Linked DNA regions of Danio rerio: region 1 is linked to region 2. The links are chromatin contacts, called in public Hi-C maps. All regions are on one chromosome and are shown on one strand. Each heading gives the region's core, a stretch centred on a gene start, on an enhancer-like site or on the middle of the called end of the contact. The rest is flanking DNA. Distances are from core to core; before and after follow the strand shown. Region 1 holds the start of pomgnt1 (protein O-linked mannose N-acetylglucosaminyltransferase 1 (beta 1,2-)). Region 2 holds the start of cyldl (cylindromatosis (turban tumor syndrome), like).

Region 1 (5,873 bases), core at 587-3,086, 240 kb before region 2:
TCGGTATCGATTCAGTAATAACCATAACCGGTTATTATGTAGTGACATCATTTATCTCCTATGCGCTCTGTCGCGAGGGAGGTGAGCGCCGTTATTTATTTACAACACTCAGCCAACTCAGGGCCGGCCCGTGGCGTAGGCAGCATAGGCAAATGCTTAGGGCGCTGTATATCCAGTGGGGCGCCAGAAATGAGCGCGCTTCAGTTGGTTTTGTTTTCGATTTTTCTGACACACTTTCAGTTATAGACGGCAATAACTCAAAAAACGCTTACCCTAAAAATATCTAAAGTGTGTTTCCTACAGAAAGACAAAGCTGGTTATGTTTCACAGCTGTCTTTCTTTTTTTCACTCGACATTACGAGCACTGCTCCGTTTTTGTGTGTGTGTGTGTTTGTTTGATGCTGTCTATGTTTGTGAATGCGTTTGAATGAGAGACAGTGTGTTGCTGTGTGTCTGTGTGTTTATACAGACAGCATGTTATAGCCTCCCCCCAAATATATAACACTGTATATGGAAAGCATCGTCAATGCACCGTGATGCACCGAAATATCGAATTGAACCGAATCGATGGCATGATAATTGTAACCGAACCAAACCGTGAGACCAGTATAGGTTCACACCTCTATTGTTTATATGTCGGCCATTGTTGGTGCAGTGTAAAAAGTGGTTCCTAACATGCCAGGCAATCAAATGACATATCACTAGAAAGCCCAGGAAGTCCTCTGAACAGTATAACAGAACTTGACAGAGTAGCTCAAAAAATTCTAAGAAAACTAATGAAAACGCAATGTCCACTAAAGAGGACACAAGTCAATGGGCGGGGTCTCAGAAGGATAGGGACTGTGTCACAAGTTGTCACTGTTTAAAAATGAACGAATGTGCCAATATAAAACCAACTTTACCTCAGTGATTTTTTAGTATGGACTGACCAAATGATAAATTACCAAACTTTTCATTTTGCAAAATAACTATAAACACTGTTAGCCATTGTGACACAGATCAACAGTTTGTAATTTGTAATTAATAACACTTATATACATATAAAATATTCTATTGGCAAATGTCCTGATGTTCAACTTAATTCATGTACTTTTGGGGATTTCAAAAAAAAAAGTTGTTAGACGAAGGCTTTATGAGGATAGAAAACAAAAGCCTCAATGTATTTGTTCAGGGATGGGTATAATCGTGCTTTTACCTGGCAGATTCTTCGCACTGCTCTTTTGTTGGTAAGTCTGTATTTCCAAGTAAGGTAGAGGCTGCGCTGCTGGCGGGGGATGAAGGGCTTGGCTCTCGGGTTTGGTGTCCAGGTGTCCATACCTGCAGTCCTGCCCGCTGCTCCTGATCACAACACCTGCCTGCATCCGCCTTTGATCACGTCTTCTTCATCTGAAAAATATAAATCATTATCACGATTACAAATAAAAGGCATAAACACTGCTCAAATCTTCTGACAGTAATGGAAGAGTCACAACTTTAATGTAGGTTATCTAAAATGCTCAACAACCAGGTCCAAAAGACATGCTTAAACTGCAGCGTAGCACCGTAGTAACATGATATTAATATGCCATTATTAACAGTGACTCCTGAAAGCAGATGGTGAGGTAACGTAAGCTCTATTCAGCACAACAGCTGAAATTCTTTCAGAAAGCAATTTCTGTTGACACCGATAATGCATTGACTATATCACTGCACATAATGAATGAGACATTTTACCTCAGAACTGTTTTGTTTCGCACGGAAACGACGTCCCGCCACGCCAGAAAATACGACTGTAATTTAGTTTATGTCGGGTTTACTAACGTTTGGCCATATGCAGGTAACGAGTGTTGTGAAGCCAGATTCAGGACGCCACTTGCATGCTTTTCAAAATAAAGGTCCCACATTTTTCTTAAAAGTCACTATTTCTTGTGTGTTATAAACAAATGCAACATTGTCAAAAACGAAGTTATAAATATAGAACCAAATCATGCTTAAAATTACTATACAATTATATTTACAATATAATATATATATATATATATATATATATATATATATATATATATATATATATATATATATATATATATATATATATATATATATATATATATATATATATATATATATATATATATATATATATATATATGACAATTAGTTAAGTGATATTTGGCTTAAATAGCTCTAAAGAGCTCACATTAAAAAAGGCGCCTATGCTTATGTTTTTAAGATTAAAATGTAAAACAGAGATTTTTATATAAATACCATTAAGAAGAGTACAAAAAAACCTGTACAAACGGTGCATTTCTTTACATGTTTAAGTATTGTGAGCTAGTAAGGCCTTATTTGTAATATATATTTTTAATTTGATATTATTTTGTTTTACTATATTGAGTAGTTGTACATGTAAAAAATGTAAAAGCACATATGCACTTTTTAATAATAAAACATAAAAACTAAACTTGATATCAGATAAAAAATGCTGAACAAATCGTTTTTTTTTTAAACCCGTCACAAGGGTTGTTTTAAAGTAGTTTTTTGTCATCATTGCTTATTAATACAATTTTGGAAAACAAAACAAAATCAATTTGCGCTAATTTTCTGTCTTGTATTTTGTAGTAGCTAACAAAAACAAATAAAATCTAAAACAATTGATCGATATGTAAACATTTAGCTAAAATATGCTTTAAAATGCTACAGTAAATAGTAATTAGTTATTTTCAGACTTAGTGAACATTGGTAATTGTTAATGTTGACTGAAAATAGAAATTCAAGACTTTAATATAAAAATTTTAAAGTTGGAGTCAAATTTGGACTAACTGAAAATTAACAGTTCAAGTAATATTTTGAAGAAAGAAAATAGTGGAACTACTGTACATATAGTTTGTTTATACATATATATATCAACTGCTGTATTATTATTATTATTATTATTATTATTATTATTATTATTATTATTATTATTATTATTATTATTATTATCCTCATTACTATACACTTATCCACATTTTACTGGTAAAGGAAAAAATGGTTATTTCCCAGTTTACAAACAGCGTGTGAACATATTTATCAGATCATCTCTTGCAAGAGGAAAAGGCGGGGTGAATAAATGACTTTAAGTGGTTTGTTGATTGTTGCACTGTCATTATGTCTCTAGCCTACTATTTCTCCCTAAAAAGACCAGTGCTAAAAGAAAACATGAGATTTCTGACAGCTGTGTGTTACTTTGGTGAGTTTTGTTTATTTATTTGCTTGCTTGCTTACTTTTGTAACATTAAACAATTGTCTGTTCAATAAAATAAAAACCTAACAAATGCTTATTCTATTTTTTAAGCCTGGATTAAGCCTAATGGACAAACTCAATAATATCAGCCCTTTTTTATGCTATAACTCAGGGTATCATAGTTCCTGAAGGCTGCAGCTCTGCATAGTTTAGTTCACTGCTTCGACACACTTATGCTGAGTTTAGATTGCTGGATTTTCAACGTCGTGTCACAGATGTTTTCACACTGCATGGTTGTCTGGGATAGCATTTTGTCCCTGATTTGTTTACACTGCAAGACTAGGTTTAAATGAACCGAAATTCAGCACTTTTAACCTTTCCCCCAATCTCCCACTGGCCTGCAGATACCCATACTAGTGAATGCTGCTCTCTCATTGGCTGTATTGCCATCATGGCATGATTTGAATCGCAGATCCTGATATTTAGCATGCCAAATATCTCATGGGTGCCGGCGACTCATCGCCTATTTTCTCAGATACATAATGTGTAATTGTTACTCATGTGAATGAGCATCGATTTGACTGTGATTTTAGGCGATTTCACAACACCTGTCGGTGAGTCAAAATCAGGGCTTAAATCATGCAGTCTGAACTTGAATTTACCAATAGCTTTCAAACAAGCCCGTAGAACTATAAATTAGTTTGATCAGGTGTATTTAATTAGGCTTAAAGCTGAACTGTGCAAAGCTGCGGCTCTCCAGGAACTGAGTTTAACACCTGTGCTATAACTGATGTGTGGATGGCTTTAAATTGATCAAAATATATCAGACAATAAATAATGGTTGCTGATAATTCTGTGCAGCCTGAACACTTACAGGAATGGATTTCATTTAAGTCTAATCATAATTATAAATATTTTTTATGAAAATTATGATTCATTTTTTGTAGATTAACTTTTTTATGTAGAAATAAACTTACATTTTGGGGGAAAACGTAATTAAATTTCACTTTTCTTTTATGCTGATCTTTTTTATTTGCATTTTTATTTCTCACAGTTGAAAACCTTCTCGCAGCTTTTTTTTTTGAAATTCAGAATTTTTCTTCAAAATTGTGATGCTATATTTGTCATATTTCAGGTTTATAGTCTGATTAACTAATTGAGTTAAAACATATTCTGTTTATAATATAATCTGTTCAAAAACTAACAGTTTTGAAATAAAGTTGTGATATAATCTTGCAATTGTGAGATCAAAATGTTTTATTAAATAGATGATTTTAATTATTTTAAAAATGTATTTTCAATCATTCATTTTACTTCGGCTTACTACCTAAATTATCAGGGGTCACCACAGCGACATGAACCGCCTACTTAATTGTTTCAAACAATTAGGATTGTCTTTCTTCTGTTAAACACAAAAGTAGATATTTCAACGAAAGTTGAAAACCTGTAACCATTGACTTCCATAGTATCTGTTTTCCTACTATGGATGATGGATGCCAATGGTTACAGGTTTTCTGCTTTTTTCAAAATATTGTCTTTTGTGTTGAACAGAAGAAAGAAACTCACAAAGGTTTGGAACAAGAGAGAGTAGTGATTAAATTTTCATTTTAATCCCTCTAACTTATATCTTTCCAGTTCTGCTTTCCACCTGGCTGAAACATGGAGCATTAAACGAAATCAGGGAATCTAAATCAAAAAAAGATGCTTCTCTAGAGGTCCGGCCAGACAGCAGACAACATCTCAGAGGGAAAGAGTTCACCCTTCACTGCTCAGTAAATGGTGGGAATTCAACTGGCTGGATACTGAGGAGGCTTCAAGGAGATCAAAAGGACTCTGGATGTTTGTACTTGAATGGTACAAAATCTACAGACAAGCCTGAAGAATGTCATTTTAGTGACATTGACAGTAAGAACAATGGACTGTACTGGTGTGAGAGTCTGTCTGACAACAAGACAAGCAACACTGTCAACATCACCGTGACCCGGAAGGACATCAGTTCCAGTAATAAAGATTCAAATTACAATCCTTACTAATTGATTAAAAGATTTGTACAAAATGGAATAACTGTCCATTTTTATGTTAAAATGTTATGATTGATCAACAGCAATTTTATTAAGCAACATCCTAATATGTTATTTTGTGTTTGGTTATAATTACAGTTGAAGAGTTTAGATGTAAGAACTTCTAAATGTTGTCTGAAAATTTTCTCTAAAATGAGCATTTTTTTTCAGGCTTCTTTATGGTCAGTATATCACTTTTATGGCAAACAAAAAGTTTTTTTTCCTGGTCTTTAAAGTGAAATATCTCAACATAAACGAAGGAGGCTAGAATTTTATTTAATTTTTTTTCAATGGAAATTTTGGACGCCACTTAGAGTTTTTTTTTTACATCTGAACTCTTCAGTTCTTATTAGCAATGCTTAACATTGTTTGATATATAACTGTTATTATAATTTTTGAGATATGTGTTGTTTTTCTTTCAGGATTTTTACATATATATTATAAAGTTCACATTAACAATCTTTTTTTGTTCCACAAAAAAAAAAAAAAAAAAAAAAAACAGAAAGTGAAGTGACCCTTCTGAGCACAGTTAACCCAATGACAAAAGGTAAGCCAAAAAAAAAAAGGGATGTTGGCAGTCTGCGTGTGTTTTGTAGACACTTTTATAT
Region 2 (5,893 bases), core at 1,070-3,569:
TTGTATAGTATTCTTTACTGTTAATGTACACAAAAAATGCAATTACACAACATATGGATTACCAGTATTTAACAACTCCTCTTTCATTATGCAATCCAGTGGGACCAATATCTCTCCACCTTGTTTGCCCTCTTCATCTTTATCCTGAAAAAAGAAGCATTTTTAGTAAACCATTCTTGCTTTCTGTACCATTATACAAAAGCTCATCTTACAGTATGATCAATTTAGCAAGAGCTGACCAGAAATTAGAACAATTTTATTGTGCTGTGAGATTTCCATAATAAGATTAATAAAGTACTGTGTATATCCAAATCTAAAAACTTGTCCACACCAAGAACAACTATTATCACTACTCTGATAACTATGTTAGCCTCCACACCAACACTCAGTATTGTTCAATTTATTATAAGCAAATACTTTGCTTATGTGTGTCAATTCATATGTTTGATGCCCTATAAAAATAAATAAATGCTGATTGGCTGTCAATGCTTTACTGTTCAGCAACTGACAAAAAATGTGCCTAGAAGTGATTAGGCACGATATTTTTCCTTAAACTTGTTAGAATAAAAACAATTCTTAAACATTAACTTATTATTTAACATATAGCTATTAATATTAATAGTTATTCTATGATTAACCTTTATAAGAACATTCAGATTAAATCTTTCATTTTTTGACTTTGTATGATCATACCAGCCTAGTTTTGGTTTTGTCTTAGCATCTAGGCAAAGTATTACAAAAAGTTCACCCCCTCAAAATATGCTGTCATTATTAACTTAACCTCACTATTTGATTCATTCATCTACTTAACAAAGTAATCAAACAGTCTTAGAACCACAATTGATTTTGGGGTTAATTATTAGTTTGAGTCACTCTAACAAAGAGTCAATACTCACAGTAGATATGAGAACCATTTTACCATCTTGCATGTCCTTTATATCCATAACCATGCCATGGTGAGGATTATTGTCAAAGAAATAGATTACTCTGTCTCCAACATCAAGAGGCTCACTTGATGTCATGGACAAGAGAGGTGGAGTTGATAGGGGTGGTGCTGAAGGCTTATGATCTATTGGTGTGATTCTTGTAAAAGGTGCAAATATTCCTGAGTTTTTGGAACATTTAAAGTATGTTTTGCCATAGTAGGAGCCATCATTTTGCCCCTTTCCTTTGTCGCCACCCTAAAAAAACAGAAGAGAAAAGAGCATTTCATTAAAACAAAAACTTTTTTTTTTTTTGCATTGCTACGAATTGTTCTCTATTCAACATTACAGAGACACACTTTCTCTTACACGAACAACTCACCTGTAGTTCCACCCCAAAGAATGTTCCTGCTAAAGGATTAATGCTGTAATCCGTAATACTGCCAATGTATCGAATTATACCTTTGAGTTGTTTCCCATTGTATTCCACATAAACCTGATCGTCTGTAGTCAGATTTGAGGCCTCCTGTAAAACCTTTTTATCTTTCAGTGCCAAAAGTCGGTCTTCATTAGGTTCAAGAGCCAGCAGTAATTCTGCTTCCCTGATGCTCAATGGCATCAGAAGAACTTTATCAAGGTCGGTTTCAAGTAAGCTACCCATACGAACTACAGGTAAAGTGTCTGTAGCCTTTCTTTTTAGCCTGGACTCATACTGTTGTTTATCTATGTAGCATATTTCACCAGCATCAATGAAGCTATTTGGTGAAGGAGGCTTCGCAGTGATAATGAAGTATATCTTCTTGTTGGCTGCGGCCATTTCTCAAAAGTGTCACTTGGAAAACTGAAGTATAACAAGCTTTCAGGTTGACAGCAGTGTTTCCAGCGTGGGCAAAATGTTCATTTATTTGCTCATTTCCTCTGAGCAATGCATGTTACTCTTGTCATTCAAATAATTCCAAAAAAACTAAGCGATTCATACAACTGCATTATTAGATGTAGGTGATAGTTTCTAGACACCCTGTAAAAATAGAAACAGTCAATCGTTAGTTTGCTACAAACTTCAAAAAAACTTTTTAATAATAAATAAGCACTTCAAAGTGACAATATAAAATAATAATTTAATTTTAAAATTACATTTCAATTTTATATTTAAACTTCACAAACATTTGAAGAGTTTATGCTCATTACTTACCGATGTCAATACTTTCGATTTCTGTTAAAAAAGTAAACTCAGCAGAACTCTAGCAGAACTATTCGTCTTTCTCTACATACGTTGTGTACTACGATTAAACGTTTACTAGAATTTAAAGAGATTGTCAGAAGTATATAATGGTGTTCTAAATAAAACTACCCCTGACATTCTGTGCTGTCGATGTTTTGTAAAGATAGGGGAAGTGTTTTTGAGCAAAACCAAAAGTAAAGAGTCATGTTGAGAGCCGTGTTGTGATTGGATGTTGGTTGTATACGTCATCACAGCCGGCGTCGCGGTTTTTATGACGGTCGTGTTTTGGTGTGAAGATGGCTGAACGTGAAGCGCTTAAGAGAGAAATAGAGGAGCTGCAAAGTAAGAGTGATTTCGTCATTTAATATGTTGAATTTATATCGTAATTCGACAATTGTTTTAGCCTTTTTCGAACCCTCTGCTGGTTTTTAGTTAACGTTACTCTTACCTTTTGAATTAACTGTTCAGTTACAACGTGGCTGACTTAACGGTTATTCCCTGAAGCTAAGATAACACTGCCCACAGTAACACCTTTCAATGTGGTTATGTGTTTGTAGTCTCTGTAATACATGTAATATCATGTATTTACGTTATTAGTAAAACTGTTGTTATACATAACGTCATCAGGTCAATAAACCAAGAAACTTGGTCACTTAAGTTAGAACTTTAATAAACAAGATATTTTTTTAAAGGTTACATTAACAAGACCCTATGCTAGAATGTCAATGAAAGTGATAGAATTGTATGGGTGTTTCTGCTTAATAATTTTTTATTAACTTAGTTTAAGATTATGCTGTTGTTTGTTTTCCTGACATGCTGTCACATGTGTTTTCTTGGAAGCTAATGAATGTGTAACTCATATTAAGTGATTTTGACTATTGTGTAACTTTTAAACCATGATTGTGTACATTGTCTGTGACATTATGACGGATAGACATGTTTAATGGCATAATGACCAGCAATTATGTATTTAAGTTCAGATTTTCGCACTGGATTTTTAGGGGATAAAGTAAAACTTAAATAAAACAAATACAAAAGGGTAAATAGCGAGTAATTAGTTAAAATGATAAAACAACACCATGGAAAAATATATATTTATATTTAGGTCAATAAATAAATTGGTATAATAACAAATAAATATAGGAATAAAAACCCATTATGCAATAATTATATAAAATAATACAAAATATGATTGCATACAGTTGATTGGTTCAAAATGATAATCAAAAGTTGATTATCAAAAATGATTAGAAGATTTAAACGAATACAAATTTATGTAATGATTTACCAAAAATTGTTCTCACAAGAGAGGATTTTAACAGGTTTCTTTGTAGAAATCCAATTTAAGGAAAATATTGTACATTACAGAATCTCAGAAAATCAAAAATCTAATGTGAATTATTCCATCTTATTAACTTTTTTACATAATCTGCTGTAATTTCACACACTTCCTCATGACTTTTGCAGACCTCATTAATGACTATAAAAGTACCCATGGTGACGTTCCATCAAGCGCTGGCCAATGGGGTCATCCCAGACGTGGTTTAAGGAGTGGCCAGGGCCAAGGTCGAGGTCATGCCGCACACTACACACAATCATATTCATCATTGCCACATATGGCTCATTCTTCTGGCAGCTGGAGGAAAACATACTCGCTTAACAACAAGACCAACAGGGCATCTGGGAGTCATGTATTCCATTCAGCTGTAAGCCATCCTTCTCTCCACATTAGCACATCTGGAGCAACTGCCACTGGGAGTAATGATGGACTTATTGGGAGCAACAGTGTTTCATTTAAAAAGCAGCAACCTAAACAAACCAAGGAAAAACCTGTACCATCTTCACACGGTGTTCAGTGTGACACTTCAAAAGAGAAGAAAAGTGAAGAGAGCACAAAAACGACAATGCTTTTGTCTGCAACAGAAAAAGTTCATCATGGCTGTTCCTCTACCAATGAAACAACTGACTCGACTTCATCATCGGGGTCTGAAAGAAAGATAAAACCCACTTTAAAATCATCAGCAGTGAACAATCCCTCTATTCCTTCAACTGTCAAAGCTGCAGCTCAGCTTCAAGTCAAACCACACCTCCCCCCTTCATCCTCATCCAATAGGACTGTTGTAATCCCATCTGCCAAAAAAGATTCTACTACGGCTTCTTCTGCCTCTAACCTTCAGTCTCAGGCTACAGTGAGTCCAGCAAAGCCCCAGGTAAAGCTAGACTCAACTCAGACACATGCAGCCTCACCATGCCATAAGAGATCTCAGTTTACTTGGGTAAAAAGCCAAGAAACGGTAAACATAAACAGCACACCTAAGCCACTAACCTCAGGATCTTCTCCTGGGATGATTTTCACCAGACGAGCCTCCAGCTCTAGTAAGAGGGTGTCTCGCAAGCCTAATAATTCCCCCGGAGCTCCTAAGACCTCAAAGTACACTTGGGTGTCTTCATCTTGCTCTTTGTCAACAGCTGGGAAAGCAAACCCTTCAGTGAAATTGCCACGCAAACCGCTTTCGCCAAAATCTCTTAAAGCCCCTGTAAGAACTTTTCAAGGTGGAATGGAGGGAATCAAGAAAGAAAAGAAGTATACCACAGTGACTGTGACGCCTTTAAAAAAGTCTAGAGCTGGTGCTGTCACTACATCCCATGCTAGTCATACCAGTCGCTATCGCTGGAAGGCGGCTGGACAAAATGCTAATGCAAGTACATCTAGTTCAGCTTCAAGGACGACCCATAAGAGCACTGTGTATCGGTGGACTGCTAACAACAATGGCCAAAAGGGGGAAAAGGGATCTACCTTGTCTCCTAATATCCCTGCTACAGCCGCATTGTCAGTTGGCGCCTTTAAGCTGAGGAGTCGAACCAAGATCATCAGACGATCTCCTAGCAAGTGAGTGTTTTGCTTCGGTAAAATTGTAGAATGTACCACAAAAGCAGAAAATATGTGAAGTATTTTTTTTGGGATGCACAAATATTAAAACTTAATGGCCAGCTCAATATAATAAACAATTGTTTTAATTCCATTTTCTGATAAATGCCACTTGTTTGTCTGAATAAATGAATAAGCGCACTTAAACTTAGTTGTGTTAAATGCTACAGATGGATTATTGAGATTAGCAATTGTATTTATGTAAAAACAAAACAACACAGAGTACTTATTCTTGCACATTTTTAACAAGTAATTTAACAGACATTTTCATCTAAAGCAACTTGTATGTATTTATTCTTGTGCAAAATATGAAAGAATAAGTGATCATACTCTTATTTTAAATTATTAAATTATAGGGGGACATGGTGGCTTAGTGATTAGCACTGTGGCCTCATAAAAAGAAGATCACTGGTTCTTGTCTTGGCTGGGCCAGTTGGCATTTTTGTGTTGAGTTTGCATGTTCTCCCAATGATGCCGTGGGTTTCCTCAGGGTGCTCTGGTTTCCCCCACAGTTCAAAGAAATGTGCTATTGATGAATTGAATAAACTAAATTTGCCGTAGTAGTGTATGTGTGTGAATGTATATGGGTAGTTTCCCAGTACTGGGTTGCAGCTGGAAGGGCATCCGCTGTGTAAAACATATGCTGCATTAGTTGGCGGTTCATTCTGCTGTGGTGACCCCTGATGAATAAAGGGACTAGGCTGAAGGAAAATTAATGAATGAATGAATGACTAAATCAGGATAACAAATGGGTAAAACCCCAGTGCTTTGAAGGAGAGCGAGTATATAGTTTTAAATGTACAATTAATTAGTATTTTG

Evidence for each region. A called contact is a pair of places that touch in the nucleus more often than the background predicts.
Region 1: a Hi-C map of hematopoietic stem cells shows a contact between it and region 2, with 2.0 times the contacts expected there. The contact joins the promoter of pomgnt1 here to the promoter of cyldl in region 2.

What each region holds. Positions count from the first base shown.
Region 1 is chr6:35,594,161-35,600,033 of GRCz12tu, reverse strand. It overlaps pomgnt1 (protein O-linked mannose N-acetylglucosaminyltransferase 1 (beta 1,2-)), which reads right to left and starts at 1,836. Exons shown (of 22, transcript NM_001042687.3): 1 at 1,714-1,836; 2 at 1,196-1,386. The coding sequence starts at 1,315. It overlaps si:dkey-170g13.2, which reads left to right and starts at 3,134. Exons shown (of 6, transcript XM_021471795.3): 1 at 3,134-3,211; 2 at 4,841-5,206; 3 at 5,768-5,812. The coding sequence starts at 3,181.
Region 2 is chr6:35,352,037-35,357,929 of GRCz12tu, reverse strand. It overlaps cyldl (cylindromatosis (turban tumor syndrome), like), which reads right to left and starts at 2,319. Exons shown (of 15, transcript XM_003198803.5): 1 at 2,116-2,319; 2 at 1,306-1,941; 3 at 897-1,181; 4 at 63-144. The coding sequence starts at 1,740. zc3h3 (zinc finger CCCH-type containing 3) reads left to right here and starts at 2,417. Exons shown (of 12, transcript XM_684588.6): 1 at 2,417-2,487; 2 at 3,613-5,035. The coding sequence starts at 2,442.